Regions from separate parts of the Mus musculus genome. Here region 1 is linked to region 2. The links are chromatin contacts, called in public Hi-C maps. All regions are on one chromosome and are shown on one strand. Each heading gives the region's core, a stretch centred on a gene start, on an enhancer-like site or on the middle of the called end of the contact. The rest is flanking DNA. Distances are from core to core; before and after follow the strand shown. Region 1 has its middle 20 kb from the start of Asb17. Region 2 overlaps St6galnac3 (ST6 (alpha-N-acetyl-neuraminyl-2,3-beta-galactosyl-1,3)-N-acetylgalactosaminide alpha-2,6-sialyltransferase 3).

Evidence for each region. A called contact is a pair of places that touch in the nucleus more often than the background predicts.
Region 1: a Hi-C map of cerebellum shows a contact between it and region 2, with 2.2 times the contacts expected there. The contact joins two enhancer-like sites. A contact is called at or near these places in 12 of 39 promoter capture datasets (the C10 cell line, the HPC-7 cell line, HPC-7-derived erythroid cells and 8 more), 1 of 15 datasets of contacts at CTCF or cohesin (large pre-B cells), 35 of 484 Hi-C or Micro-C datasets (B cells, the Ba/F3 cell line, the C10 cell line and 19 more) and 3 of 115 datasets of contacts at active chromatin or transcription factors (T-cell acute lymphoblastic leukemia, embryonic forebrain and kidney).

Annotation. Positions count from the first base shown.
Region 1 is chr3:153,822,635-153,825,441 of GRCm38.p6, reverse strand. No RefSeq gene overlaps it. Among named protein-coding and RNA genes, the nearest start is that of Asb17, 20 kb to the left of the region's middle. Within about 2 kb of position 1,376, at least 8 of the 459 cell types and tissues checked have an H3K27ac peak or open chromatin away from gene starts, as enhancers often do. A contact at or near this core is called in cerebellum, where this site is marked.
Region 2 is chr3:153,657,147-153,659,846 of GRCm38.p6, reverse strand. All of the region lies in intron 1 of St6galnac3 (ST6 (alpha-N-acetyl-neuraminyl-2,3-beta-galactosyl-1,3)-N-acetylgalactosaminide alpha-2,6-sialyltransferase 3), which reads left to right. Among named protein-coding and RNA genes, the nearest start is that of Gm52633, 63 kb to the right of the region's middle. Within about 2 kb of position 1,261, at least 31 of the 459 cell types and tissues checked have an H3K27ac peak or open chromatin away from gene starts, as enhancers often do. A contact at or near this core is called in cerebellum, where this site is marked.

The sequences.
Region 1 (2,807 bases), core at 127-2,626, 170 kb before region 2:
CTTGAACTTCCGACCCTCCTGCCTCCACCTACTGATTACAGGCATTCAGTCGAACACCCAGCTTCTTACAGTGCTGTCGATCAAATCAGAGGTTTGTGCAGATTAGGCAATCACTCTAACAACTGAGTTACATCATCACTTGAAAGTGTTTTTCCCCCTGTTTGATAGCTTCCAAAGTAAAATAGTAATTTTATTTCATCAAGATAATGTAGGTATACATAAGATAAACCCAGTCATTCCTTACCCACAATCCTCAGATAGCATGAGCGCTGCGACGGAAGCTTTATAGCAGGCACACATCAGCTATGCTTCAGTAGCCCAGGCTCTCTCGCCTCACTTCTTCCCTTGTGCACATGGTCTATTATGATACAGGTATGCGACTAAGTGGATTTTATTTGTGTTTTATGAAAAACGATAAAATGCTCATTTCTCAGCTTGTTAGCTTTCACTTTTATTTTGTAATACAAATTGCATCATGCTTAAAGGATTCCTGCTTTAAAGTCCCTCGGCAGAGCCCAATGGCATTGGTTGTTTTTTAAAAGAGCATGGAGGAGATACATCCAGTTTGACAAATAAAAGACCTGAGATATTTTTACCATATTGTATATATGCATGTCATATTGTATGTATGCATGGCATTCTATGTCTACATGTCATATTATATGTCTACATGTCATATTGTATGTCTACATGTCATATTGTATGTCTACATGTCATATTGTATGTCTACATGTCATATTGTATGTATACATGTTAGTTATTCAGTTCTTCCTCACAGACATTTGTTGACACATTCACTCCCACAGTTGTCCCCTAAGATTTATTGCATCGTGCCCCCTGCTTTACAGAAAAGGAAACTGAGTTTCTCAAGTGACACGCAGCTTGCATGCGTCTGCAGATCATGTGTGTTGCCAGAAACTGGGTTCTTTTAAACTAGCATCCTTGTGGGTTTCTCTCACCCAGATCCGCAGTTTCTTCGGGGAGGAAACACTGCCTGCAGTCCTCGGAACACACCTAAGGGCTCAGCACTGTTGGAGATGAATGAGCTTAGCGGACTTTGTCTTTGCTTGTTTTAAGGAAGGAAAAGCTTGGACACATTCCAAAGAATCAAATGAGAGTTAATGCAGTTGTTGTAGAGGAGGCAGAGGGGGAACATCATGGATTTCAAGTGATTTTACAGTAAGTCTATTGCCTGTGTTTTCTGGCCCAATACTCAGGGACAAAGGAGAAAAAGCCTGCAGGACGGATTGATTCTAAGAAACAGTTTCTAGAGAACAAATAGGCACCTAGACATGAAGCAGAGAAGAGACAAGCAGTGGAGAGGAAGCCCAGGCCACTCCCATTGGTCCTGGCTGGGTTTCCGCTGCTGTGAGCCAGAGCTCTGCATGGCTCCCTGTCCCTGGGACAGTTGCTTGCTGAGGGCCTTTGTCGGCTCTTCCTGGGAACCCTGAACTTTGCCACCATCCGTCTCCTGTAGTTCATGCTCACTGCATCATCGCTCTCCTCTGTCTCCCATCCAAGACTTTGCAGACATCAGCATGTACCCTGCTTGGTGTAGTACATACAGTGCAGTGTAAGTGTGTGCAGTGTAAGTGTGTGCACTGTGTGTACGATGAAAGTGTGTGCAGTGCGTGCAGTCTGTGTGCAGTCTGTGTACAATGTAAGTGTGTGCAGTTTAAGTGTGTGCAATGTAAGTGTGTGCCAGTGCACTAACAACTAAAACCCAGATTCCAGTGTCATGCTGAAGTTTGCTCTGCAAAAAAGCAAACAACATCGAAAAAGGCAGCATTATCAGAATGTCTTTATTCTCCTCGGAGGCAGTGGGCTATCACAGGGGCCTTGCAAATGCAGTGTTTCTACCTGGGACAGTCTCCCGGAGTGAGAATGAAGGGAGAGAAGTAGGTCTATCTCTGGAATAATGGATACGTTCTAGTCTATTCCCCCAATCTTACCTAGGATGGTAGAGACCTGGTTGGTGCCAACCTCAGAGGGAAGAATCAATGTCCATTCGTGCTTGACTTAAGCTCAGGAAGTGTACACTCCAAAATCCTAGTCCAGTCTATTCAGTTTGACTTTTCTGTGTCCTGGCATGACATACTCTCTTTGGACACAACACTCTACTTTAGATTGAGGCTGCTTGTCTCCCAGGGCCCAAATTCCAAAGGGAGATCTTTTTTTTTTCCTGTAAAGTTTTCAAGTCCTTCAGACGTGGTGAATAGTCCAGCAATCGGGAATTATTGGACTCCCAGTCTGACCCGGAAGACATTTTGTTTATCTCTGCTTCCTCACTGCTGAGTCGGTGTGATCAGCTGCCTCTCACTCCCACTGACAGCTGTGAGCCTCTCTCACCACCATGCCTTCTCCTCTGTGATGCACAGGGAGCTAAAAGGAACCTATCCACTTGCAAGGTGCTTCTTGTAGGTATCCAATTACGGCATGGAAAAAAAAATAAGTAGCTCAGAGGACTGGTGCCAAGTGTTGGGGTTGTTGCCTGTACCACGAGTTGCCAGAGGCCTTTGGTGTTGGTTTGTGGGAGAAGCCCTGGAGATGCCCCAGAGAAGCTCTAGGATGCTGCAGACAGGGTAGTGGTCTCTGCTGGTGGGATGAGTTTAGTGGTCTCTGCTGGTAGGAGCTAAGAAGACCAGGATGCCGATAGACAGGAGGGTTGTAAAAGCCAAGTTCACACTGGTTTAAGTTGTGGGCAGGGAGGCCAAGATAGGTGTGGATAAATCATCTGTAATTATCAAAGAGATTAGGAAGGATGAAACATTTCACACTGGAGTGATAGGAATGAGGCCTTCATGGCG
Region 2 (2,700 bases), core at 12-2,511:
GAGCCTGCTCAGAAAACTACAGCAAACAGAACAGACCCAGCATGTTCTTTCAGCCAGCCAGCTTGGCGGGCGTCTCAGGCTGACAGTGGACTGAGTGGACTGTGCTGAGGCCTCTGTTCCACTTCTTCACGAGCCTTGTGGCGGGGCCTCCTATACTCCAGGGGCTGTTGCTGGGATTTTTATTTCTCTGAAGTTTGTTTCCTTTTCTAAGTACAGTTCTTTGGTAACAAAGGTCCATCACATTAGTAATATGCTCTGGGGATGAATTCCGCCCCGTATGTTCGCAAGGTAAGCATCGTCCTGACTGGGCTAGCCCTTCTTGCCCTGCCTGATCTGCATCCTCTCTGTTCTCCACTTGTCACCTGTGGCTACCTAGGCTGTAGCAGGCAGGCTTGTGCAAGTGTCGTCCACATATTATAACTGACCCGGTCATAGGGAGCTCCAGGACTTGTCTGGTGTGCTGAGTGACATTTGCTGAGGGACACAGCAAGAGGCTAAAGAACAAGGGTCTGTCTGCGGGCTGGAGCTAGCCTGAGATGCTTGCTCTCACGAGTGAGGTGCTGCATGGTGAAAGGGTGACCTACCCGTGCAGCTACAGTGGCAGGACAGTGTGGCACACTGCATTTGGGCTGGGTTGTCTCAGGTCTGACAGCTCCACTGATCCAACGCTTTCTTACAGACTCCCTTTAAGAGCCTCTTTGTGGTTCCTGTCAGGATGGCTCCATCAGTCACCAGCCTGGTGAGCTGCTTTTATGCCCAGTTTCTGGTGTGAAAGCCATGATTCTTTCAAGTTAGCCTCAACGTTCCTCTTTAACCTTTCCCACTCTGTTCCAGCTTACATTCCCCCCTTAATGGTGTTAGGCAAGGCCGACGGCAGACATCAGGCTCCCCACTCTTACCTGTGAGCAGGGCTGGCCATGAGGTTTCTTCATCCTCAGCCTGGGTTGGGTCTTCTTCCCTAATTGCTTTCTGCCGTCTTCCCAGGCACACCTGCCTTAGTGTATCCCTAAGGTGTTAGCCTGTTTACTCTCTTCCACATCCATGGCGTGGTGGATGTAGTGGGGACTGCTGTCAGCTTCCATTGTACAGCCACAGTGGCCTTGCCCTCTGTTCAGTGTATGCGTTGGCAGGGCACTGAGACCTTCCCTTAGGTGTGAATTTGCGTATCTGTAGACTGCATTCACTCGCAACGTGAGTCTCACTTCTGAGTTATCTGGAGGATGTTAATGAAGGGTTTCAGGTGCAGAGGTACGTGTGGTGGCCTCTAGTGGTGGCTGCTCGGTGCAGCAGGTTGGGGGCCAGTAGCTGTGTGGTTGTTTGAGACAGCCCGTGACACATATAGAGCGAGTCTTTCCACCTCAGCCGATGCTCACAGGCACGCCCAGAAGTGTGTTTCCTAGGCGGCTTCAGAGACGCCCCAGCTCTCCGCTTACACCGGACAGAGGATGCCAGGCTCCGTGTTCCTGTGAATTTGGCTTCTTTTTACCAGAGATAATCGAAGTTGGTCGAGCAGTTGTTCCCTTAGCACCACTGTCAGGGAGCACTGACATTTCAGGTCCGTGGACTGTGAAAGCGCAGGTTCAAAGGCCTGCGTCAGCCACCTTGGACTTGGCCTGCTTTCTCATGACATTAGCCTTTGGCCCTTTCTAAGAGAGAAGTGGCACTAGTGGTCCCTAGCACACAGAGCAGGTGACAGAGTAGTGTCACTTTTCATCGCTGAGAGCCACCAGGAATCAGCCAGAGCTTCAGAGCCGTATTAAAATGAGGCTTTCCCCCTAAGGTTGCTTTGGGGTCAGCTCTGGACAGAAATGAACTAGTTCTTGTGTTACAGAGTGGATTGCTAGAAAGCCATGCTGTCTCTATTTCAATCTGGATTTCTTCCAAAGGATTCTAGTTCAAGAGCCTGCTGTGGGCGATAGTACCAGAAAACTGTATAGAGAGGAGTGGGACAGAAGACCAGAGAGGGTGTGTTCCGGACCAGCAATCCTTGCAGCAGCAGACCCTGCTGAGGATTGGAACTCCACTCTGTCCAGGCAGGTGGAAGCCTCTGGGTTATCCTGCCTTGTGGGTGCAGGCTTCACCAGCCTAGAGCCTCTGAGATGGGCAGAGGCACCCACATAACAGAAACTGAGGACATTAGAGTGGAACACTCAGCCCTCTGCCACATTCCTGAGGCCATGAGCTATGAGGGCCCTAGACAGGTGATCCGTGAGGCCAGTGAGACCAGACCTCAGAAGGGAAGCTGGTGCCTCACCACTGGTCAGTTGCTGAGCTGAGGTGACAAGTCAGACCTCCTGACTACGGTTGTAGCCCTCTTTCCAATCGTTACTCAGAACAGAAATGTAGATCCACTGTGACTTATGAGGCAGACTGGATTTGATTCATGGAGCAATGCTTTCCCTTCCACCGTGGGCTCCTTTGTCTTTCTCTGAGTGAAAAATTGTCAGAGGATTAAATCCTCTTTGAGAGCCACAGAAAGAGAAAAAAAATGGCAGAGTGCGTAAATAATGTCTCTTGAGAAGCTCATATTTTTGGAGGTATTTGCTATTCATGTCTATTTGGCATTGTTGTGTCTTAAGTGTTTACTTGGGCTTCTGGCATTTTGATTTTCCAAGGAAGCTTGGAGTCCATGCCAGAGCAGCCTGAGAGCCATTGTCTCATCCGTGGCTCATTAAGGGCAATGCTATTCAGGATGCTGTG